Linked DNA regions of Mus musculus: regions 1, 2, 3, 5, 6 and 7 are each linked to region 4. A link is a contact called in public Hi-C and HiChIP or PLAC-seq data. All regions are on one chromosome and are shown on one strand. The core of a region is the stretch at or near the end of the contact, and the rest is flanking DNA. Distances in the headings are between cores, read along the strand shown. Region 1 has its middle 71 kb from the start of Gm42291. Region 2 overlaps Gm42291 (a long non-coding RNA gene). Region 3 has its middle 88 kb from the start of Gm12519. Region 4 holds the start of Klf4 (Kruppel-like factor 4 (gut)). Region 5 overlaps Gm42291 (a long non-coding RNA gene). Region 6 has its middle 140 kb from the start of Gm42291. Region 7 has its middle 59 kb from the start of Gm34628.

The links. Hi-C and Micro-C count contacts between places; a contact is called where the count stands out from the background. HiChIP or PLAC-seq counts read pairs in DNA pulled down with a chosen protein or histone mark.
Region 1: a Hi-C map of embryonic fibroblasts shows a contact between it and region 4, with 5 times the contacts expected there. The contact joins the enhancer-like site here to the promoter of Klf4 in region 4. A contact is called at or near these places in 8 of 39 promoter capture datasets (the 3T3-L1 cell line, the C10 cell line, cranial neural crest and 4 more), 11 of 484 Hi-C or Micro-C datasets (adipose-derived mesenchymal stem cells, bone marrow-derived macrophages, embryonic fibroblasts and 5 more), 19 of 115 datasets of contacts at active chromatin or transcription factors (the NIH/3T3 cell line, cardiomyocytes, a colorectal cancer cell line and 13 more) and 1 of 9 other capture datasets (adipose tissue).
Region 2: a contact with region 4 is called in an H3K27ac HiChIP or PLAC-seq map of the NIH/3T3 cell line, with 11 times the contacts expected there. The contact joins the enhancer-like site here to the promoter of Klf4 in region 4. A contact is called at or near these places in 10 of 39 promoter capture datasets (the 3T3-L1 cell line, 3T3-L1-derived adipocytes, the C10 cell line and 7 more), 1 of 15 datasets of contacts at CTCF or cohesin (pro-B cells), 6 of 484 Hi-C or Micro-C datasets (adipose-derived mesenchymal stem cells, bone marrow-derived macrophages, cortical neurons and 2 more), 13 of 115 datasets of contacts at active chromatin or transcription factors (the NIH/3T3 cell line, astrocytes, craniofacial prominence and 9 more) and 1 of 9 other capture datasets (adipose tissue).
Region 3: an H3K4me3 HiChIP or PLAC-seq map of craniofacial prominence shows a contact between it and region 4, with 6 times the contacts expected there. The contact joins the enhancer-like site here to the promoter of Klf4 in region 4. A contact is called at or near these places in 12 of 39 promoter capture datasets (3T3-L1-derived adipocytes, the C10 cell line, cranial neural crest and 7 more), 3 of 484 Hi-C or Micro-C datasets (the STO cell line and bone marrow-derived macrophages), 16 of 115 datasets of contacts at active chromatin or transcription factors (astrocytes, bone marrow-derived macrophages, craniofacial prominence and 13 more) and 2 of 9 other capture datasets (liver and pancreatic islet).
Region 5: an H3K4me3 HiChIP or PLAC-seq map of bone marrow-derived macrophages shows a contact between it and region 4, with 14 times the contacts expected there. The contact joins the enhancer-like site here to the promoter of Klf4 in region 4. A contact is called at or near these places in 8 of 39 promoter capture datasets (the C10 cell line, cranial neural crest, embryonic stem cells and 4 more), 1 of 484 Hi-C or Micro-C datasets (bone marrow-derived macrophages) and 12 of 115 datasets of contacts at active chromatin or transcription factors (bone marrow-derived macrophages, craniofacial prominence, embryonic forebrain and 7 more).
Region 6: a contact with region 4 is called in an H3K4me3 HiChIP or PLAC-seq map of embryonic midbrain, with 6 times the contacts expected there. The contact joins the enhancer-like site here to the promoter of Klf4 in region 4. A contact is called at or near these places in 9 of 39 promoter capture datasets (the C10 cell line, the HPC-7 cell line, cranial neural crest and 5 more), 2 of 484 Hi-C or Micro-C datasets (bone marrow-derived macrophages and embryonic fibroblasts), 13 of 115 datasets of contacts at active chromatin or transcription factors (cardiomyocytes, craniofacial prominence, differentiating embryonic stem cells and 10 more) and 3 of 9 other capture datasets (embryonic stem cells, macrophages and pancreatic islet).
Region 7: a FOXA1 HiChIP or PLAC-seq map of pancreatic cancer cells shows a contact between it and region 4. The contact joins the enhancer-like site here to the promoter of Klf4 in region 4. A contact is called at or near these places in 4 of 39 promoter capture datasets (the 3T3-L1 cell line, the C10 cell line, cranial neural crest and 1 more), 1 of 484 Hi-C or Micro-C datasets (uterus), 15 of 115 datasets of contacts at active chromatin or transcription factors (the NIH/3T3 cell line, astrocytes, cardiomyocytes and 10 more) and 1 of 9 other capture datasets (embryonic stem cells).

What each region holds. Positions count from the first base shown.
Region 1 is chr4:56,385,585-56,389,134 of GRCm38.p6, forward strand. It overlaps the pseudogene Gm12518. Among named protein-coding and RNA genes, the nearest start is that of Gm42291, 71 kb to the left of the region's middle. Within about 2 kb of position 1,662, at least 41 of the 459 cell types and tissues checked have an H3K27ac peak or open chromatin away from gene starts, as enhancers often do. A contact at or near this core is called in the NIH/3T3 cell line, adipose tissue, adipose-derived mesenchymal stem cells and 4 more, where this site is marked.
Region 2 is chr4:56,303,656-56,307,168 of GRCm38.p6, forward strand. The region is part of intron 2 of Gm42291 (a long non-coding RNA gene); the gene reads right to left. Among named protein-coding and RNA genes, the nearest start is that of Gm42291, 11 kb to the right of the region's middle. Within about 2 kb of position 2,161, at least 62 of the 459 cell types and tissues checked have an H3K27ac peak or open chromatin away from gene starts, as enhancers often do. A contact at or near this core is called in the NIH/3T3 cell line, adipose tissue, adipose-derived mesenchymal stem cells and 3 more, where this site is marked.
Region 3 is chr4:56,087,126-56,090,260 of GRCm38.p6, forward strand. No RefSeq gene overlaps it. Among named protein-coding and RNA genes, the nearest start is that of Gm12519, 88 kb to the left of the region's middle. Within about 2 kb of position 1,701, at least 27 of the 459 cell types and tissues checked have an H3K27ac peak or open chromatin away from gene starts, as enhancers often do. A contact at or near this core is called in craniofacial prominence, embryonic basal ganglia and neural tube, where this site is marked.
Region 4 is chr4:55,530,298-55,533,795 of GRCm38.p6, forward strand. Klf4 (Kruppel-like factor 4 (gut)) reads right to left here and starts at 2,178. Exons shown (of 5, transcript NM_010637.3): 1 at 1,570-2,178; 2 at 1,333-1,453; 3 at 1-686. The coding sequence starts at 1,574. It overlaps Gm12506 (a long non-coding RNA gene), which reads left to right and starts at 2,413. Exons shown (of 5, transcript XR_390585.4): 1 at 2,413-3,498.
Region 5 is chr4:56,264,307-56,267,442 of GRCm38.p6, forward strand. It overlaps Gm42291 (a long non-coding RNA gene), which reads right to left. Exons shown (of 3, transcript XR_881295.1): 3 at 3,017-3,136. Among named protein-coding and RNA genes, the nearest start is that of Gm42291, 50 kb to the right of the region's middle. Within about 2 kb of position 1,600, at least 5 of the 459 cell types and tissues checked have an H3K27ac peak or open chromatin away from gene starts, as enhancers often do.
Region 6 is chr4:56,177,098-56,180,770 of GRCm38.p6, forward strand. No RefSeq gene overlaps it. Among named protein-coding and RNA genes, the nearest start is that of Gm42291, 140 kb to the right of the region's middle. Within about 2 kb of position 2,039, at least 17 of the 459 cell types and tissues checked have an H3K27ac peak or open chromatin away from gene starts, as enhancers often do.
Region 7 is chr4:56,417,540-56,420,866 of GRCm38.p6, forward strand. No RefSeq gene overlaps it. Among named protein-coding and RNA genes, the nearest start is that of Gm34628, 59 kb to the right of the region's middle. Within about 2 kb of position 1,767, at least 28 of the 459 cell types and tissues checked have an H3K27ac peak or open chromatin away from gene starts, as enhancers often do. A contact at or near this core is called in the NIH/3T3 cell line and pancreatic cancer cells, where this site is marked.

The DNA of each region.
Region 1 (3,550 bases), core at 412-2,911, 850 kb after region 4:
ATACCATATGTCAATAACCTTCAACCAGGCTCTTATTCTATCTTTCCTTTATGGGATTTCTGATTTGATAATTTTGGAATATTATTAATATAAGTTTTATAATTTATTTTAATTGATCAGTAAAACAATAAAGACTATAGACAGACACAAAAAGTGAAGGAGGAAAGGAGGAAAGAAGAGAGACAGAGACACAGAAACAGACATCAAATCAAATCAAAAATCCATACAGTGAATTACAACTGACATCTTATGGTCAAAAAGATCATAAGAAACTGCTATGGATAATTACATTCTAACCGATTAGACAATCTAGGTAAAGTAGAAAAAAAATCTAAATACACACAACCCACTACGAATGCATTGACACATTTAGAAAGTCTTGACAGCCCTATAACAAAGAAATAAAAGGGCTTGTTTAGAGAAAAGAAAATCTCACAAGAAGTAAAGCCTAGAACCAAATGGCTTCACAGTGAATGCTAATGTTACCAAACACTTACAGAAGTGATACTTGTTCTTTTAAAACTCTTCCAAGTTATAGAAGAATATAAAATACTTCTGCACTGATTTTTAGAGGCCCATTTGACACTCCAGTGTAAAAGACACTACAAATAAAGAAAATGTTAGTCCAGTATTTTGGGGGAACACAAGTATAGAAATGTTTAATAAAATCATATTGAACTGAGTTTATTAAAACTTTAACACAAAAATCATATGCTGTGATCAAGTTGGATTTGTCTCAGAATAAAGAAAATTTGCAACACATGCAAATTGAGGGAAATTACATACTATGCCTGCAGAATGAAATATGAAAAATGACCTTCTCCTTCAACTGGTGCAGAAAGATATAGAAATTAGCAACTTCTCATTATAAAATTATCAATCCATAAAAGAAAAAGAGGTCCTGCCATTTACTACAATGTGGATGAACTTGAAAAGGCATGCTGGTTGGGGTAAGTCAGCCCCAGAACAATTACCCCCGATCCCATCTCTAGCAGGAACCTACAGAGGGCATGTTTATAGGAACTGGGATTACAGTTTCCTGTAGCTGTGAAGAGAGGAGATGAGAAGTTGTTTGATCAAGTGCATGGAGCATAGTTTCAGCTATGGGTGGCACCTAAGCCTAGTATGTGTATATCTCATTAGACTATGCAGTATTCTTGAAATTTTCCCCTGAGGTTTATTTTGTACCATGTTATCTTATTTCACAGAAAGAAGGCTGCAAGAGGTAATGGCTATCTGTATGATATTATTCATGGGGCAGTTTCATAAATGTATGCTTATCTTCAAACTCATTCATTAAGTATTACTGGTTCATTGTATGTCAGTCATAGCTCAGTTACACAAAAGAAGTCAGTTGCACAAAGGTGAGATTCGTCAGGGCCCTGACTCTAGTCTTACCAGCTTTGGTCTCCTTTGTACCCAAGCTGATTACTGTGGAATCTCATTGATGTTGACAGTTTCACTCCATCAAGGTCACATTAGAACAAAAGGCCAAGATGCAGTGATACTGAGGACCAGGCGATGCCTCTTTAAATATCCAAAGGACACTGACAGCAACATGCCTCCTTCAGAAGGTTCCTTGCTTCTTACTCAATGTGGACCATTCTGGGGACTTGGAATGGACTCTGAGCCAAATTCCTAAGAAGTGAGCCAGTGCTGTGGCTGAGACCAAGCCCTGCTAGAGGAATCCAAAGGCCACAAGTTGAGAAATGCTTTCTTGGCCCATTCAAATGGATGGTGAAAGCTTTGTGATAGTGCCATCACCCGTGAGCTTACTGCTAAATTATTCAAGACAGAAGCTGTATTTAACTGCATGCTTCAGATTCATCCATGAGCTGACTGGTGTTTCCTCCGTATCACTGATAGGGAGGCTGAGCTTCTTAGGGGTTAATTAACTCGTCCTAGATCACACAGTTTTTAAATGGGAGTCCCACCTTCACTACGGAACCAAGATGATGAATTGAATACATATGTTCACAGCTTTCTTTAGCAACGAGGCCATTAGCTGAAAGAGAGATTAACCAATTTCATGGCACCTCTTTGCCTCTTGTTATGGCTGGCAACTATACCATCAACTATCTGTTAGGAGTGCTGAAGGGTAAAGCACCATTAACTACATGTATCTACCTTAAAATACATACTTTGTGCTTTCCACACTGCCTAGGGATGGGTCCATATGGTGTTGTTCCCATGGCAACTTAAAGGGAACCTTACACAATGTCCAGCAACCTTGATGTCCTGCAGATGACGGAGGAGAATATCCTCAAATTCCTTGATGGCACCAACCTTGACTTTCAGATGGAGCAGTATATCTACCATCTACAAAAGGAAAAGGGACAATGTCTACATCATAAATCTGAAGAGGACCTAGGAGAAGCTGCTGCTCGCATCTCGAGCTGATGGCAGCATCTTCTCCTCCAGGAACACTGGCCAGCAACTGTGCTGAAGTTTGCTGCTGCCATTAGAGCCATTCTCATTGCTGGCCACTTCACACCTGGAACCATCACTAACCAGATCCTAGATGCCTTCAGGGAGGCATGGCTTCTAGTGGTGACTGACTCAGGGCTGACCACCAGCCCCCACAGAGGCCTCTAATGACAACCTGCCCACCCTTGCTCTATGTGACACAGAATCCCTGAGCTAGTGGGCACTGCCATCCCATACAACAAGGGAGCTCACTCATTTCGTCTAATATGGTGGATGCTGACCTGGGAGGTACTATCTCCCATGAACACCCATGAAAGATTATGCCTGATCATTTTCACTTCTACAGAGATTGACAAGGAGGAGCAGGCTATTGCTGAGAAAGTTGTGATCCAGGAGAAATTTTAAGGCAACTGGTGGCCAACTGGTATGAGGGGGTACAGGTGTTCTCTGTGCCCATCCAGCAGTTCCCCACTGAAGACCTGAGTGCTCAGCCAATCACAAAGGAGTGGACAGCAGCTCCCACAACATAGGCCATGGAAAGGGTTGTAGCCACCACTGAGTGGTTCTGAGCTCCACTGCAAAAGGAAAGGGGAAAGGGTAGAAGGAAAAGAAAGTTCCTAGGAGCTGGGAAAAATGTATTCTCTGCTCTAGAAACCAAGATTATTTTCTCTTTCTCTCCTCTTCTATTTGGAAAACAAATTTAGTCAGAACTAGTTCAACTAGTGCTTCATGGTTCTTAAACTCAAGCCTGGTGTGTCACTATGAAAATCAGATGTCATCCAGTCCAATCTAGACACGGTCATTATCTCTCTTCAGGGAAGTGAAGCTGTTTGATCTTGGTGAGATTTGTCCTAAAGTCTGAATACATCACACTGTGTTGTATTGATCATTCCATAGAAAAAGCAAATGAAAATAACCAATTGTCCCAGCTAAAGAATCCCAGTGAAACAAAAGATATTCTGTTGGCCACTTTTCATTTGTCTTGGCGAATAGTGACAATAACAATACCTATTACACAGCTCCTCTATTCTAGACAATTCTAAGTTCTCATGCATTAGGGGAACCTATGGTAGTAGGTTTGGCTAGGAAAAACAAATGTTATTTGTTCCATATTAAAACACAA
Region 2 (3,513 bases), core at 911-3,410, 770 kb after region 4:
CTGTCCCCTCTCCCTCTTCCTCTCCCTCTCCTTCTCCCTCTCCCTCCCTCCCTCCCTCTCTTCTCTCTCTCTCTCTCTCTCTCTCTCTCTCTCTCTCTCTCTCTCTCTCTCTCTTGCTCTGTCTCTCTCTCTGTCTCTCTCTCTGTCTCTCTCTCTCTCTCTCTCTCTCTTGCTCTGTCTCTCTCTCTGTCTCTCTCTCTGTCTCTCTCTCTCTGTCTCTCTCTCTCTCTCTCTGTCTGTCTCTGTCTCTCTCTTCTGTTTCTGACTACGTATTTATTTCACTATGAAAGCATTCACTCCAGGTAACTGCAGAACTTGCAATTATCAGGCATGCTGTGCTCATAGGCACATGCTGCACCTAACCCTCCATCATTTCCACACCCTTTTTTTTTCCTTGCTACCTTTCCCCCATCAAGCAAAACAGGAAATGCCAAGTGGCTTCAGCAAGCCTCTGGCTCCTTGAGTCCTTCCTCTGATCCAAGAAAACTTTTGTTCACTCAGCACAAAACCATGACAATTCTTTGCTATCCCTGTCTCTTTCCTAGTGATTCTCAATGTTGCTTCACCCTGGGGATCATAGCTTAGCTAGCAGTGGGGCTTATTAGTCCTTTTTTTAAGGCTGGGGTAGTTCTATTGTTCATCTTAGTTGAGAAACTGCCCCAGACTCTAAGGTCCTGTGAACTTGAGCTCTTTCTTAATTTCTGTAACCTTCATATTCTTCCTAGGGGCCCTGGTTCTGTGAGGGTCTTTTAGGTCCTCATCCAATATTTGTTAAGTAATGCTCTTGAAACAGGAAGTTGGTTGGGGCAATCTGGAGGCTCAGGAAGGGGAGGGATTTTCTGAGTAACTGACTGAGAGGAAGCATCATCCTTACAGAGCCTGGCCAGTTTTAAGATTCTGGAACAATGCCATTCTATACCCAGAAGATGTTTAATCTTGGTCTGTTTCATCTCCATTTGCACGTTTCAATCTCACTGGTCCATCAATCACAGATGCTCCACGCATGAGTGAGTCTGTGGAAAGAGTAGGAGTTTCTAAGCTCTGTAGCTTATGGTCTAATACAATAATTAATAGAAGAGAGAGTTTATTTAAGTGGGACAGCAGGGGATCATGGTCTTAAAATTCTTTTTTATGTCTCTTCTCTAATCTTTCAGTTGCATTTAGTAGGAGACATTCCTGTTATTCAAAGAAAAGCCCTGAAAGCAGCTTCTACCCCAATCCTTATGTACACTACAAATAAAAAAATTAAATCCAGAATATTAGCTGTACTCCCACTGAAGCCTTTAGCTCTGAGCTCATATCTGTCTCCACTGTAGCTTTAAAACATACACGAAGTCAGTTCAGTTTGAGTAGATATAAACAGGAATGACTGCATGTCTTTCTGAATTCAAGGGAAGCAGGATAAGCCCCTATTTTTTAAAGATACCAGATTCTAGTCTCTTGTTTTTAATCACTTTCCACCATGATGATGAAAACAGCCCGGTGTTGCCATCCAGGATTATGCTGTTTCAATGCCCTGATGACGAGAGTAAAAGCCTGACTCAACTCTATGGACAGGAACTTGACATCAATGCAGAGCCTCCTGTGGAGACATTCTTTCTGGGGTTCCTGCCTTTCTGTTGCTTTTGTAGCTTTCAGGGTAGACCCTAAGTTCTCAGGCAAAGATTATATTCTATAAACCCAGGATGTTCTTTGGAATTCAAGATGGAGAAGGTAAATGGATAATAAATATTTATAATCTTTTTGACACTAAGTCTTTTATTTTTCCTTTGAAATGCTGCCGAAACAGAAATGGGGCTGTGAGGTGCTGAGTGGTCCTCAAGTCTATTTTAGTGTTGAGTGAGGTTGTAATGTCTTTCCCATCACCAGAAGCTAAGAATGGGTCCATGTGTCTCATCTGTGAGCACTGGGAGACTCTAGTCTAGTTTGTGTCTGAATCCCTCTACTTTCTGTCCATATTGCATACAGAATCTCTGTCAAAGTGGTCCACATGTCCTCATTTCCCTAGTTTAAAGGCTGCTAAGCTTCACTGACGGTCAACAAGATAACTCCTTAGCTTCTTCCTCTGGCATTCACAGCCCCTTCCATATCTGATCCTCACGTTCTTCTCCAGTCTTTCTGGGAAATCTGCCTGTTAGACTGACCTCATAGATGAGGAATGTGAAGCCTGCAAAGTGAGGTGACCTCCCTAGAGAACATACACAGCAACAGTGGAGGCTCAGCTCTCTGCTTGTGGACCGAATTCTTCCCATCACAGACTGTTCTCTTCACACATAAGCTCGGCAGTTGCATCTGAACTATGGGGCTCATGATAAGAAAGTTTCTTCTATACACACAGGAGGTTGGTAAACCTTTCCCATAGTCCCAATAGCCTCATCTTCTGGTTCCTTAGAGAGGGCCAGTTTTCACAGTGCAGGAGTGACCTGTGTAAGCCAATAGAACAGTCTGAACATAATGATGTGTCACTATGAAGCCTAGAAACACTTTGCCGTGGTCAGGCTAGCCTCCGTGTCTTGAGAACACATAGCAATGAGTTGAAGCATCCAACTGTCATATGGGTGACTGAACCAGCTTGGTCAGTGACTCACCAGCTCCTCAAGCTTCTGATGGCTATAACATGGATGCCATCTAGAATATTAATATTAATAGATTACTAATATTAGAAAAATAACTTTCAGATTGTATTTTATTTTATTGTAATAAGTTACTTTAGGGCATTTTCTTGCAAGTATATAATGTATGTTGGGCATATTCCTGCCCTCATTCACTAACCTCTTTTCCTTTTCCCGTTAGTGTGTTTAGACCCCCTTGTTCACTTCTACTTTCCTGTCACCTGTACATACACGATTTTACATATCTAGGTAAAGTGTTGGAGCCACAGATAAGAGAAGACATGTGGCACAACTTGCTGAAGCTTTCTTTGTATACAAGAACTATGATGGATCACAGGGCCCCCAATGGAGGAGCTAGAGAAAGTACCCAAGGATCTAAAGGGATCTGCAACAATAATATGAACTAACCAGTACCCCCAGAGCTCATGTCTCTAGCTGCATATGTATCAGAAGATGGCCTAGTCGGCTATCAGTGGAAAGAGAGGCCCATTGGTGGTGCAAACTTTATATGCCTCAGTATAGGGGAATGCCAGGGCCAAGAAGTGGGAGTGGGTGGATAGGGAAGTGGGGTGGGAGGGTATGGGGGACTTTTGGGATAGCACTGGAAATGTAAATGAAGAAAATACCTAATTAAAAAAAGAACTATTAACAGTCACATCCATTTTCTTGAAGAAGTGACACATCTTCAGTCACTTTTGGATGGAGAGAATTTCCAGTGCACACAAGCCACGATTTCTTTGCCCATTCCTCTGCAGATAGGACTCAGTTTCCAGCCTCACAGAGTTACGACAGCTTCCCAGCCATCAAAGCCCTTTAGCTGAATACTCTAGCTTATTACCGGAGGATGGCAGTGCCTCTCTCCTCTGAGCATGCTCTTTCTTCTATCTGCGCTCTCCCCTTC
Region 3 (3,135 bases), core at 451-2,950, 560 kb after region 4:
TGAAAATCTGTGGTTCTTACTATCTGAGCAGTGGAAACTTAGAGCTCACTATATGAATACAGGAACCTCTTCTCTGGCAGATAATACGAGAGCCTCTGCTTCAGGAGAACTAATTTTCATTCTACTTGGCAGTGTTTTTCTTTTTTCCTTGGCTTTGTTGCTTCATTTTAGAATTAAATGTTACGTTGGGAATATTCATAAGGAACCCTTAATTAACAAAAATGCCTCAGAGCTTCCCTTGGAGTGTGATCTTGTTGCAGATGAACCACACCATCATCCTTCATAGATGCCTAGAGTCCAGAGACAGTGCAACTGAGTCGAAGCTCAACAAGCAATTATTGGGTGAGTGAATCAGGCAGCACATCCCAGACTTACTGACTGCAGTCTCGCACCAAATGCAAAAGCAAACTTCAAACAATGGATGCTAGGAACAACAGTTATAAAACTCTCAGTATCCCCTTAGCATATAGATGAAGGGCCAGGGTAAGTTCAAACTCTCTATTTATCTCGTTTTCAGTGAACAAAGAAAGATTGCAGTACAAAAGGACACCAGTCCTTAGCTTGGCCAGATCACAATAGCCAGGTCACTTGTTTGAGTTAGAGCCCATTGTAATTAGATGATGGATGGTCAACATTCCAAAATTAGGAAGGAAGAATTGTACCATTCTTTGCTTCAATAATTTTTCCTACATTCATTTATTTCATTAAAAATTAAACAATGGGGTTAGAGAAATGGCTCAGCATCTAAGAGCACTTGCTTCTCTTGCAGAAGACCTGGATTCAGTTCTCAGCAAACTACATGACAATTTACACCCATGTGTAAGTAACTCTAGTTTCAGGGAGATCCAATGCCCTCTTCTGACTTCTGCAGGCACCAGAGACACATGTGGTGCAAGTCCATCCATTCAGGTAAAATTTCATCCACATAAAGTAAGATACATCTCTTTGTAAATTAAATGATACTAGTTCCTTTGATTGACACTCTAGTTTACCACTGTAAGACTTTGCAATATGAATTGTACTGACAAATGGGAAGGTTGCTGTGCTTGCTTAACTGACCTGTTCTCAAAGAAACTTATTCTATCTAGGATGTAAAAGGATAAGAAAGTTTCGAATTACCCCGGAATCAGAGTAAATATACTTAGCTGAATATTCTAGAATATTGGTAATTGCTCTCAGGTTGCACTACTGATTTTTTTCCTTGCTAATGTCCACAGTAAGTTTTTAGACTCAAAGATCAGAATCCAGGGTGAATCTGCCGAGATAGCCTCTTCTTTAGAGCTTCATTGCTTTGAGGGATATATTTTTTTGAAAAGTGCCAGGCCTGACTCTTGTGGAAATCATATGTATCAGTAAGAAAAGGCCTAAGCACCCAAACATCTAGATTTGGTAAGAGCCATAAAGAGCAGAGAGTACCCTAGGGTTGGGTGTCCTTATCTCTCCCTGACTTTCCAGGTAAGGAAAAGAGGGGGCGAAGTTATGGTTGAGCTTTTCTCAAGAAAGGGGAGAAACCATAAAATCTTTTCAGAAGCCTTTCATGGATTAATTCATTGCAAGCACATGACCACACTCCTGAAACACTGGATGGGCTTGAGATGCAGGGTGCTGCTGGAGTTTGTCCAAGACTTCATATGCTGAGAGCATTGGCTATTATCCTTGCCAGACAGGCTTGTCCATCTTCCCATCAGTTGCAAGACATTTAATAAAAACAGGCTGCGTTCATTCATGCTTGTTTTATGGACTGCTCCGCAGGCCCTCCACTGGGTAAGCCTGGAAGACCCAGCCGTGCATGGCAAATGGCTAAGCAGATGGTTTCAGTTTAGATACTGGCTGTCAATGGTTTGGTGCGAACAGCTCTTGCAAACCAGCATGAAGTGAACAGATTGCATGGTGGCTGGGAGAAGCATATGTAATTGGAAACAGTAGCCACTTACAATAGGGGTACATTTTAAATCTTTATCTGAGTGGCTCCAGTTTGGGAAAAGAGAGTTGATTAACCAAATGTGTTCCCGTCTGTGATAAATCCAATATTTTGAAAGCTTGGGTAGCATCTGAGGGGGTGGGGTGCCGGACTGGGCATGGCTGGTTTGTGGCATTCAACAAGGATGTTTGAATCTCAGAATTAAGCCTTTTCCCTCAGGATGGAAAGGCTCTGTGGGGAACATGGAACACACTCTGAAAAGTTCCATAGGCAAGCTGGAAATAGAAGTAGTTGAAGTTATATGGGCCAGGCAACTATAGGCATGAGCATGAAGGATATGAAAGGGGAGATTTCAACAAGGATTCTAGGTGGAAAGTATAAATACACAGTTTGGGGGCTCTAACTGACAGGAATGTGAAAGTCTGCAGTGCATGGCCTGCTCAGGGCTTATAGTGACATCACATAGGCAAGACAAGGACACTTCTCATAATAAGAGTGAATAAAATATTGCCTGTGTCCGAGACAGGGAAAATTGACTAAACTGTCACCTAGCCAGGAGCTCCAGAGTCAACTTTGAGAAAATGCAGCTTCAGGTACAGGCACGTGCATGTATATGTTGTCACCATGTCTGAGGCCCGACAATCAGCTAGTGATGCTGGCATCAGTAATGCACAGCTGATCTTCCTGAACTGTCTTTGTCTGCGCCTACTCCTGTCTCTTCGGCCCCATTACCATCTTTCTAAAGAGTTCTCTATGCTTGTTATCCTTGCTATTGAGTGCAGTGAGCTGCTGCTCTGGGCACTTGCTTTAAGTTTTCACATGTTAGATGGTGATTTGGCTAACTCTTAGTAGACTGTGTATGCCATGACACTAGAGTATCTCTCTCTCTCTCCCTCTCTCTCTCTCTCTCTCTCTCTCTCTCTCTTTCTCTCTCTCTCTCTCTCTGTGTTTGTGTGTGTGTATGTATGTGCTCACTCATCACAGCATATACATAGAGATCAGAGAACAGCTCTTGGGACTCCATTTTTCCTTGGTACCTTACAAGATCCAGGGATTAAACTCCAGTTGTCAGTCCTGCCCACAAGAACCTCTTCCTACTAAGCCACTTTGTTGGCCCTTTTTTTCTTTTGATTCTCCAATATATTTTGTGTCGCTCGGAGAAAAAGGTCTTGAAGGTGTTGAGGTGTTGGCTTAATTGTGCAAAGGTGAGTGAA
Region 4 (3,498 bases), core at 928-3,427:
CACATGCGCGGCGGGCCACCGCTGTAGGGCGCCACTACCACGGGGTGGCTGCCGTCTGGGCTTCCTTTGCTAACACTGATGACCGAAGGGCTGCTGTACTCGCTGCCAGGGGTGGTCAGAGACGCCTTCAGCACAAACTTGCCCATCAGCCCGCCACCTGGCGGCTGAGGCTGCTGTGGCGGAATGTATACTGGGTCCAACTCCGGCCGCAGGAGCTCAGCCACGAAGCCGCCCGAGGGGCTCACGTCATTGATGTCCGCCAGGTTGAAGGGGGCCGTGGGAGGTGGCGCAGATTCTCGGCTGTAGAGGAGCCCTCCACCTGTGTTGCTGGCAGCCACGCCCGGGTCACCCCCGGCCCGGATCGGATAGCTGAAGCTGCAGGTGGAGGGCGCGCTGGCAGGGCCGCTGCTCGCCGGGGAAGACGAGGATGAAGCTGACGCCGAGGTGGTCACGGTGGCGGCCACCGATTCCTGGTGGGTTAGCGAGTTGGAAAGGATAAAGTCTAGGTCCAGGAGGTCGTTGAACTCCTCGGTCTCCCTCCGGGCTAGGAGGGCCGGGTTGTTACTGCTGCAAGCTGCACCAGCTCCGCCACTCTCCAGGTCTGTGGCCACCGTCGCCGCCAGGTCGTAGGGGCGGCCGGGAAGTGGGGGAAGTCGCTTCATGTGAGAGAGTTCCTCACGCCAACGCTGCAAGAACAGGGAGGGAGAGAGAAACTGTTAATTGTAGCACCCTGTTGCCACCCCTAATATTGACTTGTTGGGTGAAGCACACCAACACCCTGCTATAGGAACTGGACAGAACAGGAAGGCAGCCTCGGGGACTCCAGGGGCCACACTGCAATCTCAGCTAACACCAAGGTAAGAGGTGGCGCGTTCGTTCTCCTGCAAGCTAGTGCCGTCGCTCCACCAGCCCAGTCCTCTTCCCCGCCAGATCCGCGGGACGCTCCAGCCGCCCACGGAATTGGGACACTGGGACACGGTGGCTTTCTCCCCATGCACCATAGCCACCGGGTCGCCCACGCGCTACGATCACTCCGGCCCAAAGGGTCTCGAGACTTGTCCACCTAAAATATAGTGGACTGAGTGCGCCCACCCCACGGTCCGGACGCCCGAAGACTAGTGGGGAACCGCTGTGCGCCCCTGGCGGTACCGCAGTGCCGGGACCACACGCACTTAAGGCCGACTCAAGGGCCGAGGAGCCACCTCGGAAGGCTGTAGAGTTCCAATGGAGGGCAATCCTTGTCCTAACCAAGGACTCTTGGTGACCCCCGGATTCCGCCCATACACCCCACCCCATCTGCAGAAATCTACAGGGCACTAGCGCGACACTCACGTTAGTCGGGGCACCTGCTGGACGCAGTGTCTTCTCCCTTCCCGCCGGGCCGGACGCGAACGTGGAGAAGGACGGGAGCAGAGCGTCGCTGACAGCCATGTCAGACTCGCCAGGTGGCTGCCTGCGGGCCGGGCGGGGCGCACAGGGACCAGGAGTCAGGGGACACCCTGGCCACTGCTCCGAAGCTTCCCTCCAATCCTCACCCCTTTCTGTTCCCAAGTCCAACATCTCACCTACCTCATTAATGTGGGGGCCCAGAAGGTCCTCCGGAGTCCGAAGAAGAGAGAGGGGTACCTGAGCCCCAAAGTCAACGAAGATTAAAAACTTTAGAAACAAAACCTCAAACCAAAACCCCCAGATTGCCCGAGATCCTTCTTCTTTGGATTCAATATAAACCGGCGATGTCTTTAAAAAAGTTCCTTTGTATACAAAAATTCTTAGAAAAGTTGTAAACTCTTATAAAAATAGACAATCAGCAAGGCAGATAAGTAGGTCCGATGGCCAGGCTGCACGCTCTTGGACTCAGCAGTGTCCCCCACCGTTGTCGCGGCCACTGTGGCTGTCGGCGGCGCGGGGGCTGTGGTCCGGGCGGTGGGCGGGCGGCGCCGCCAGGTGAGAATGGCCGCGGTGGCGCGGAACTGCGAGCTGGGCGGTGGCGCGGGGTGCGGAGTCCTGGGGACTGTGCCGGGTGCGCGCGGCCATGGGCGCGGGTCACGGGCGGGTTGCTGGGTGGGGGGCTGGAGGGGCGGGGAGGGGCACTCGGCGGCTCCGGGTGCCGCCGCCGCCCGCCACCGCCTCTGCTCCCCGCGCGCCCGGAGCCGCGCTCGCTCTCTTGGCCGGGGAACTGCCGGCGGCCGCCGCGCGCTTCTTACTTATAACTTCTCGCTCGCTTGCTCCCCGCCTCCTCCCTGTGGCGGCGCGCGGGGCTCCGCCGCCAGGCCCCGCCCCCTGCCTTTCTTCTCCCCGCCTTCCCGCAGCCCCCACTGCGCGTTGCCATGGTAGCTAAATAAACAAACTCCGCGCACGTGGGGGCGGGGGCGAGGGAGGGGCGCGGGCGGGGCGGGGCCAGGCCGTGACGCCAGCCAGGCAGCTGGCGGGCTGGAGCCGTGCTGACGCCGGCGGCGGTGGCGGCGACGGCGGCTCCGGCGCTGGGAGTACGGCGTGGCTCCCGTGGCCGCGCTACTCGGGGTCCTCTGGGCGGCCACGGTCGGTTCCCTGGGCTCGAAAGTCCTGCCACGGGAACCCTGGCGGGGGACAGGAGGTTGGGGGTGTGTGTGTGTGGGGGGGAAGAGGCGGCGCGCCCCTACCCCTGCTCGCGTACGCGCTTGTCCTGTCGTCTGCGCACTCGAGAGCGCGATTATCCGCGTGACTCATCCAGCCCGCCCTCTCTCGCATACGCACGCAGACGCCGGGCCGTGTCGGCGCAGGGCCTGGCCTGGCGCGGGTGCCAGTGGGGCCTCCCGTAGGGTGGGGGTGAGGGCCGGGTGATTGGGGGGGGGCGCTAGGAATCTCAGAAGCTAGGAGAAGGGGTTCCGCGCCTGCTATGAAAGAGAGCGGCCGGGATTGGGCACGTAGTCATCTTGATAATGGAAGGAACAAGGAAGGCGTTCCAGATTTACATTGGGGGTGGGGGAGTGGGAACGCGGAGAGGGACCGAGGCGCGGAGATACCTTTCACCAGGGATCTCAAAGCTCTTTACAAGCTACGCACTCGCACTCTTCATTTTGAAGATGAGAAGTGAGTCATAAAGAGGTGAAGCGGCGAGGTAAAGGTCATAGGACAACTCGCTCCCATCAACTTAGGTTCTGAGCTAGCCAACCCACTCAAAGGGACTTCACTGGGAGGTGATCCTGCGCTGGGAAGAGGAGCGCTGCAATGGGACCCTAGTGCTCCAAAGTGGCACCTCAGGCCCTTGCCTACCGGGAGGGGAAAAGGCAGTCTTTGTTTTAGTCTTATTACTCCTTTTCCCATTCCCCACTACCCTCAGTAATTTTCCAGCCGGGAAAGGTTTTCGCCCTCATCTCTACCAAGTACTTAAAACAAAACAAAAACCGTGAGTGTGGTGTTCAGTATAACTCGCTAAACTAGGTTTACTTTTTTTTTTTTTTTAAGGCTAGGTGTTTATTTTGGATTGGGGAGCAGAGTTGGGCTCCGCCGCCCTCATGG
Region 5 (3,136 bases), core at 350-2,849, 730 kb after region 4:
TTCATTTATTTCACATGTTCTCTTTCAGGTGGTTTGCTTATAAGGTATAGGGCATGTGCAGGTGACACAGTATAACAAAAAGGTGCTAAGAGGACTCAGGGGAAGAAGATAGGCAAGGGGTGCAGAGAAGGGGAATGACTAAGATTAAAGTGTATGCGACAATGCCAAGAAGAAACCTATTAGCTTAATGCTAATTTTAAAATGAACTACAAATGTAGTATGCTGATTTATGACCTGAATGTGATTGGAGATTTCATTAAGAAATTGTCTATGGTGAATGATGCAGACAACAAGCTCATAGTCTGTCCCTGGGACCCATCCACAGGGCACTATTTCTCTTGTGGCTAGATTGAAATGCTTTCCAGTTATGAAGACAGTCTTGTCATCTTTCTATATATATTGCCCATTGTTCCTTTCTGACAGTGAAGCCAGCAGGCGTTAAGTCTCCCAAGCAGACTTCATGGCATTGCTTGCCTCTTGGCCAAGTCAGTGAGAGAAAAAGATTTATGACCTTCAGCAACATGATTCTTGGGGTGCGGGGCGCCTTGATTTAAAAATAGATGGATTTAAATGGCTTGCTCCAGAAATACAGCTGGTTAATAACAACGAAGACCTGAGTGAAGTCTAGTTTTGTTCCAGAGCCTGGCTGCTTTGCAGGACTGGATTAGGAAGTCATTTGGTTTTTGGAGCATGGTCTCAGCTTTCCATTTTACAAAGAGAATAAAGGGGGTCTGAGTGGGATAGGGACTTCTCCAAGGCCTCTGGGAAGGGCAGTGGCTAGGCTGCAACAAGAGGCATAGATTCCTTGTAGATTCTCCCTTTTCTTCTCGGAAGATGTAGGGACATTTCATTTTCCTCCTTCACGGGAGACACTGTTTAACACTCCCTTAGGATGTCAGGTGAAAACACTGTCTCCTCTAAGATTAAAAACATCTTGTATTGTCTAAGGGAAGACCAAGAGAATAATTTCAGGTTGCTGAGAAGGTTCAGGAGTTGAGGGCATGTGCCACCTAGACCGACAACCTGATTTTGATCACAGGGTCTAACCTGCTGGAAAGAATCAGCTCCCCCAAATTAGTTAATTAGTGAAACTTATTTTTTAAAGAATATTTTCAATAAGTGAGAAATGCACTGTTTTACCTTAGAAAACACAAACTGTGAAACCATGTTTTCCTTTGAGCTATTGAAGAGGTACAGTTGTTACCTCATGTATGTTTGGTGTTCAGCCAGGAAGCTGAAGCAGGAGTATTGTAAATTCATATTGTAAATATGAGACTGTGTTACACAGTGAGACCTAGTCTGAAACGGAATAAGATAAAGTACAATTAAAGGTTGAAAGCTTTTTAAAAATTGATTATAATTTGATTGTGTTTTTCAACACAACATGTAAAATGTTTTGTGTAATCCTTTTGCCGTGACAGTCTGACAACATCCATCAACATTTACAACGCTCTCATCAGACAAACAAATGCAGTCACAATCAAATCAATTCAAATGAGCCACAGGATTTTTTGCTTAGCTGGTGCAGAAAGCCAATGCTAGTGTGAATATGTTTGACACATGAGGGCACTTTGTGTGTCCTCTACTGATCTGCTCTTTGTCATTTGCCATTATGAAGAAGAGCTTCCAGCCAGAGCCCCCATCGTTCCCTTTGTATCTAACCTGGAATAGGCATCCTGTGACCCAGATCTCCAGAAGTTCCCAGTAGCCAAATTGAATTCCTTTGGGCCACCACTCTGTACATAAGCACAAGCCTTCAGAGCTATTTTAGACATCAGGGTTTAACACTAGAATGTTCAGAGACACATGGGATTGGGAAAAGACTGATTCCAGAAAAAATAATAGAGCAGTGATTAGCATCTGAAGCTCTGCCCAATTTCCTGTCACTTGTTAAGTTTTACCAAGTGTGTCTTTACTGTCAAGTGTTATTACATTAAATAGAAACATCTGTACACATAATGAGGCCTCTGGAACAAAAGACTGCCTTTCCCAGTCCCGTGTGTCTCTGAACAGTCTAGCGTCCTTAGAATGGAGAAGGTGTATTTAGGTGAGTGGCTTTGCTCGTGTGAATTCCCATGTCCAGATCCATACTGCCTGGCTCCAAATTCTCAGGGACATCCTTCCACTCATAATCTCGACTTAGGTGATGTTGATGCCAGTAAGATGCCACGGCTCGCTTAATCTGGCCGTTCTTATTTATAGACTCAGGGTTAGTTTGGGGCGGGGTTGTTTGTTTTGGTTTGGTTTTTGCTGCAGTTCACTCAAGTTCTTTTCTTCTGAAGCCCTCACACCACCTTGCATGGACTACCCTTAATTTGAGGACTCAGTGTGTGGGGAGACTATTCAAACCTATCTGAACACATAATTTAATGAAAGCCTGATTGTCTAGTAGATGTTTTAAAGGAATTATAGCCCCAGAATTTTCTCATACATAAGACCTGGTGTGTCTTGGTCATACATGCACAAATTTGCTCATAGCCACAGTGAAGAAATGTGTGCCTTTTCCACGCTACAAATAACAACCATACACCTTATGAAAAGTCACCTACCTTAAGTAACAAGGTCTTTAGAGCATAGCAGATCATCACCAAGGCCACAACAGCAATATGAATGGGACTCAAAGACTCACATTTTTGCCCAGTGGATGCTCTTGCCACTACAACACTATTATTCTATAATATAATTCTTACATTATATTTGAGTTTTATTTCCCACAGTTCAAAGTGTTGAGCATGTAATTCTGACATGATCCAGACATAATGCCAAACTCTGAAAGATGAGATGATTCCCAAGGACCTGTTTCTTCTGCTCACCTCAGGAATCCTTATTCACTGTTTCAGTCCCAAAGGCTCAGCTTTCTCATTTCCATAAGAAAAGGTGATGGGGAGGGGAATTATCAAGAGTGTAGTATTCCCCCGTTTCTCTTTTCAAGAGGCCTTCAGCTCCCTGAAGATGAGCATCTTGTATGTGCATCTTGCATGTACATCTTAAATTCACAGGCAGGTATCTCACCAAGACCATAACTGTGGCTCAGGCTTGCTGGGAACAACAGTTGTAGTTCCAGTCACAGGTTGCAGCGGATTTCCATGGGGACATAGCAAGGCTACCTTTCACCTTCAATAATGGAGTCAAATGG
Region 6 (3,673 bases), core at 789-3,288, 650 kb after region 4:
TTCTAATTCTTCGTGAGTCAAACCCAGGCTTCCTATCACAATCTTGCTTCAGACTCACAGTCCTTCCTTCATGCTGTATCTAATACTGTACTGTCCACAGCCAAACTGCATTCAAACATTGGCTAGATTACCAAAAGGTACATGAAACACCTGAGGCAGAGCATGAGGTAAGAGGGAAGCCCACAAGGAAACAAACTTACCAACCAGGTCAAATATCCAGGGTTAGCAGAAAATACCTCTTTAACTAGGAAGTCCATGCATGTAGCACCTATCTCAGAGTATTTAGTCCTAGAAAAGCTCCAGGCTATACCAGTAGCACCTCTCTACCATGGTGTCTGATCATGCGTATCAACTCTGTAACACTGCTAAAGTCTAGGTGGAACGAAAACCTTTAATCCTCTGCACGATGCTCCATTCTTGCAAAGCTTATCACAGGTAGAGAGGATTCACAAGCTAGGATACCTAAGCAGTGATGCCATTGATTTGGCAGCTGGAAATGCACAGCCGGCATCCCAAGGAACTGCTCACGAGTATGCCTTAGGGAGCAGGTTCTCCTTTAGATAGCACTAGCATGCTCACAGTCAAGTATGCAAGAGAAGGAGTCAATGACCCTCCAGGTCACATTATTTAAGCAGGTAACCCATTTAAGCAAACACTCTGATTTGCATCTGAAAGTGCAAACCAGAATGTTTGCACTTTAATCTCTTTCATTGATTGCTTCTTTGGCTTGTTTTGGGCTTTGGGAATTGAAAGGGACATTTCAGATATTACACTACCTGATATCTTATTTTTTTCTCAGGGATCATACAAAGACATTCCTAATGGGCCTTTCTAGCCTTCCCCAGTTTCAAGCCACCTTCCACATGACAGCCATAGTGAAATTCCTAAAAGGTAAGTTTGGCCAGTTGCTACCTACCTTCACTCAATATCCTAGATTATAGTCAAGAAAACTTAGCATCCTAGTTAGTTTTGACTGCCAACCTGATTCAACCTAGATTCTCCTGAGAAGGGAGTCTCAAATAAAGCAATGCCTAGATTAAATTAGCTTATGGAGATATCTGTGTGGGGATTGTGTTGATTGTTAACTCATGTGTGAGGTCCAAGCCCACTGTGGGTGGCACCATTCCTAAGGCAAGTATTTCTGGACTGTAAAAGAAAAGGAGCTAAACATAAGACTGACTGAGTCAGCAAGCCTCATTCCTTCATAATTTCTGCTTAAGTTCCTGCCTAAATTCCTATACTAACTTTCTTCCATGATAGACAGTAACCTGTAAGTTGAAATAAACCCGGTCCTTCCGTAATTTGCTTTTGGTCAGAGTGTTTTATCGCATCTACAGAAAGGATAACAGATGTCATCTTACATATATTCCTACCAGATTCTCTACCTCTGCTCTGTATTGCTCCATTCATGACAAATACCCCCCACTAATGGTAAGCAGATACATTCTCTATAGTTATTGCTATTTTACCAACACAAAGCCACTCTGTCAGGCTTTCTGTTCTTTTGTGCTAAATGTCATCTCTTCTTCGGGCACTCCTCCAATAATCACCTAGAGAATTAGTACCTTAAGGAATCTTAAGGTGACTCTGCTAAGCCCCATCCAAAGGCATCTCCATTCTGTCATTGATCACCAAGAACTACTTTTCTTTCTGCATTAATCTAAGAAGCAGTATAATATGAACTTAGAATACAGGCTCTGAGTTTAGATCTGTGGACTTAATCACAACTTCCCTGTTGACTAGCCAGCACACAAGCAATTTAGAGTCTTTGCCCAGTTTCTTTATTTTAAAAAATAATAAAAGTACTAAATTCAATAGAGTTAAATGAGTTGAGACATAAAGGATGACGAATCAGCCCTGGAAAGTCGTGAAGAATGCATGAAAGAGTAGTAAGCAAAAAGCCTCCTCCCATCCCCCCCCCCCCATGACACATGAGGTGCTGAATAATTCAGAGCCTTCAGCCCAACAATACACACTCAGTCTGGGATTATAGTTTCTAAGACAAAGCAATGAAGGCCCCAGAGTTAACACATGGTGCCTAGCGGCTCCTCATTAGCTAAGATCTTCAGCTTCATTTCTCCTGCCCCATTTGGGTCCTTTCCAGACTCAACTATCACATTTAAGCCGTGGGTGAAACGTCAAAGCCCCACAAGTGGTGAAAGGGCTCTACTGGCAAAAACTCAGGAGATAAACAACAAATGCTGAATGCAGCAGTCTGGCACAAGACTCTGCATGAGTGCATTAACCAAAATGGCCGGCCTCTGGAAAGGCCTCATGGAGCATGTCCATGCAGGAATGTGGACTTCCTGTCAAGCTTGACACGTCTTCAGTTCAGCATGAGATACATTCGCCAAAGGAACAGATTTGAAGTTCATACTGGCCGTAAAAATGGGTTTTGCTTTATAGAAGAGAAATAAAATGATTTATGAGTTTGTCAAAGAACGGATGTTGCCTTTGAGGAGGAAAATCCTCCCAGCCCCACAGTACCATGAATTGCAAATGAACCAATGTATGATGTGTGTATGTGTGTGCATGCAAGTGTGCACACATGCACCGACGTGCTTATCCCTTTTGCTCTCGGCTTCTGTGGTCTGGAAGCCAGCTCCACTGTGTCTGTCACTGACGCTGGGAGCAAATTGTAATTATAATGCCTAACAGCCATTCTAGACAAACCAAATCTGTGTTCCATTAAAGTCAAGGAATAGTTAAACAGTATATGTATACACACACACACACACACACATTTCCAAACCTTAATACAAAACAGGTTTCTCAGTCAGTATGATTCCCCAGAAGCCAGAAGATTCCACACGGTCACTTCTGGAATATTTGGAAATAGATTCTGATGGTATCCCAGGCAATCAGCAGGAGTTCACCCTCATGCACAGTTTATCATTTTGGCTGTGGTTTGGACAGCAGCTATGTGGAAGTCTCTGAGTGGTAATCGATTTCCTCCCCCAGGACACCGAGATCCCTGGCCAGCTACCAAGCACACGTGCCCTTGGAGGGTCCTTGCGGGGTGTTAAGTGCAGTCACAGAAATGATAGGCATTTCTATCCAAGTAAGAGTTAAGGAGCTGACCTGTGTCTAGGGTTGCTTCTAAAAGAAAAACTGAAGCTGCCGATCATGTGTTGATTAGTTTGCAAGCATGGCTCAGATATATAATTTTGTAATACATTCTTTGAGATGAAATCTTCATAAATATTCACTTACTCTATTATCCCAGTGTTCTAAGTCCCTGTGCACTCAGGGTGCATTCTACTGGCAAAAGATAACTCTTCAAAGAATACTGCAATCAGAAAAGCAAGAAAGACTGCAACCGTTCACTTTCTGTGGAATGCTTAGCTTGCACTCAATGTTTCCACTGTCTTCATCAGTTTATAAGCATGCTTAAAATGACCACTGCATTTTAAAATGCAGCTTTAACACTTTTTCTATAATCTTAAAAAATGTATCTCTGGGAATTTAACCTGTGACTTTATGAATATCCAGCAAGTATTCAGAACTACAGGTCTAGCCCCTCAATTTAAAGTTGATAAACCACAACTTTTAAGTCTAAAACTCTGCAGTTCTTCACTCGGAAAATCTACATGATCTGTTGAGCAGGGGGCTCAGCAGTCAGTCCATTTCTTCCAGTGTGAAATGATTGTGCATAACCAGGTCAATACAGCTT
Region 7 (3,327 bases), core at 517-3,016, 890 kb after region 4:
ACTTGCTCACTACTGTGTCAGTCCTGAAAACAACTTCGATTATTTAGTGCATTACAGTTTTGTAGGGGAAAGGGAGAATTCAATAACAAGAATGAGATTTTAGTGTACAGACGCATCCACCTTCAGTGTTCCATTTTCACATTTTTTTCACTTTCTTTGTAAGGATTTTGGAGGTACAGAGCCATAAAAAGATGTACCAGAAGCCACATGGTGAAGAAGACATTTCTACTACTGCATCAAGTGCCATTACAGCAACTGAACCCAACTTTCTCAGAAGGACACAGGAAAGAGAAGGGGCTCAACATGGTTACAAAGAAGGAAAACATCTTCATCAGAACTCTAGCCTTTGGTTGAAGAGACCTCAGGCAAGGCTTTGGAACTGTGGTGGCAAAGGAATTTTCATTGTAAAATTGTACCTTTAAACCTCATTTTGAAATGTCATTTGGATGCACAGTATTTAGCACAAAAACAAGTAATTGTAGTCTTAATATTAGTTATATATTCAATTGTACAGTTGGGAGGCACTATAACTTGTCAGCTCTTTAAAAACTGGAGTAGGAGCTGGAGGAATGGATCCACAGCCTGTCCTCGGTGGGAGAGGATGCACCTAATCCTATAGAGACTTGATGCCCCAGAGAAGGGGGGATGCTGGCGGGAGGGGTGAGGTGTGGGAGGGTGGGGGAGCACCCTCTCAGAGGCATAGGGGAGGGGGGATAAAGTGAAGAACTCTGGGAGGGAGAACTAGGAAAGGGGGCAACATTTGGAATGTAAATAAATAAAATAATTTAATTTTAAAAATTGAAAAAAAAAAGCCTACTGTTCTTACAGAGAACCCTCCATGCTGGGCAGCTCACAGCTGTCTATAAGTCCAACTCTGAGGAAACTCATGTCCTCTCTGGCCTACACAAGACCTTGCCTCAGGAGTACGTAACCACAACCACACACACATAATACACATTTAAAATAAATCTTTAAAATGGATGTATTACATACACACTACATACTAGCCAGTTAGACTACATTTCCACTTTTTAGAACAACAAAAAATCCTCTAATCTTTTCACATTTCAGAAATATCATAGCACACATAGACACACATCTGAATTATGATTCATGAGGAGTAATAACACGTATGGTAAAAAAAAAAAATTTAGTGACTAAATTCATAGCCATACTGTGTGGTAAGTATTGTTAGCTTTAATTTTATTGTTAATGGGATCCAAAAGCTGATTCATGCAAGGTCACCTAGATAATTAGCCCAAAAGGTTTTAAACAAAATTGCTGACTCAAATCCTCATGATTTGCCAGCTACAGCAAGCCCTGATGAACAGTAGACATGAAGGATCACCAGCAGTCTCAAGACCTAGGAATTAGTCAGCCCTAGAGGGCCAGGGCACAGGGTCCTCACATGCCAGTATTTTGACCATAATGCTGAAAAGCTCACTCCTTTTGGATGCTCAGCTACATTACCGAGGGACTAGCCAGGCCTTCTCAATACGATATGAATGGACAGGGTGGATACCATAAAGCAAATGAGTCTGCCACACATTCTAGGGAAAATGATACTTGGAGCAGTCAGAAGAAAGAAAAGACCCAACAAGGTCTGAAGGGAGTCATTATCTGGAGCAATTAGCAGGGTCTACAGTCTGTGCCTTCCATCTTTAGGCTCATAAAAATCTTCCTTGTCAGAGTTATAGATTTGCCTAGACCCAGACCGTTGACTCACTTACTAACACATGTGGACATTCATCAGAGGAGTTGTCAAATCTGCTCACTCCCAGTGAGGAAAGCCATTGTCAAGACAATGGATGCTGTGTCAGCCTGACCAGCCTTGGACAAGCAGTGTGCAAAGCCAAGTCAGTGGAGCCTCTGTTGTGGGTCTTGATCAGAGCTAGGGAAATAACCAGGTGAGCTCATGTTTAATGATACCAGACAGGTTAACTGGCTAATGCTCTTTGTCCCATTCTGAGACAACTCACTAGAGCAAAAGGAAAACTGAGGTCAACCTGATAAAGTGCCAGACATGAAACTGCTGAGATGACAGGGAGGCGGGTCCCTGGTCACTCTCTTCTCACCAAATCCTCTCTCTAGCAACTCCATCCTGATGGACAGATTCTAAATGGAGATTGTGAATGCCAAGTTTACTTGTGGTCAGGACTAATGTAAGCGTGTGAGTCATTCCGATCCCTTGGGGAGACCTCACCTTACTCAAAGCTAACAGTTTATATGTGGACATCTGAGCTTGATTCTCAGAGCTCAGTCTGTCACTAGCAAGCCTGTGTCAGGGCAATCTGACTGATGATTTTACAAATAGAAATTAAACTAAAGAATGTACTGTCAAACCAACACAAGGTTCATGGCGGTGGGGACTGGCAAGCACACACATATTCAAGGTTTTATATATATTCCTATACCTGTATGTTGATACATGTATAGATGAGCTCAAAATATTATAAATTTTAATCATCCTTTCTTCATTTTCAGATGAGGAAGCCTTAGCTAACTTCCTTGTCTATAGTTGTAAGCCAGAAAGTAACAGATATTCACAATTAAAAAAAATTCTCCATTCATCCTATTATCTCAGAACACTCTTTAATTTTCTATGAGCACCAATTTTAATAATATAATATTCTAAACATCTCTACTTTACTTAAACTATTGTAAGTATCTTCTTATATTAAATATGATTCGAAAACCACCACTGAGCGAGCTGACTTGCTATCTCATCAGTGAGGCATCAAAATTGGGTAGCCAAGTTGCTTTCCATTTTTTCTTTTTCAAGTAGAACTGCAGAGAAAATCCTCTCAGAAAAGCATTTTAACAAACACTTGTTTCAGAATTATTTTCAGGTCACAGGAAAGAGTGTCTTTCTCAGTTTCTCCTGGTGCTAGCACCTCGCCTTTCCATAGTACAGCCCTGACAATGGAAAAACTGAACTTTGATGCTTTGTTCTGCTTTCATTAGGTTTCCCACCAATGGTGTGCTGTTCCAGGATCCAAACCAGCATGTTGCACTGCACTGAGTGTAGCAAACTGTATACATGCATGTGCCATTTCTATCTATTCTGCACTGAGTGTAGCAAATTTTATAGGTGCCTGTGCCATTACAGTCTATTCTGGATGTGGAAGAATGAACTACTGGAAGTATGAGCCCAGGAGAAGAGAGGGTTTTTTTTTAATCATTTGATACATATTTGATTGCCCACCGGAAGTGTGGTGGCAACACACCTTCCCCACGGATACATTAGATGCCTATTTATGCTGCTGTCATCTCTGCCTCGTGTTATGATTGCATATAATGACAGCCAAGTTGTAAAAAGAGAGATGG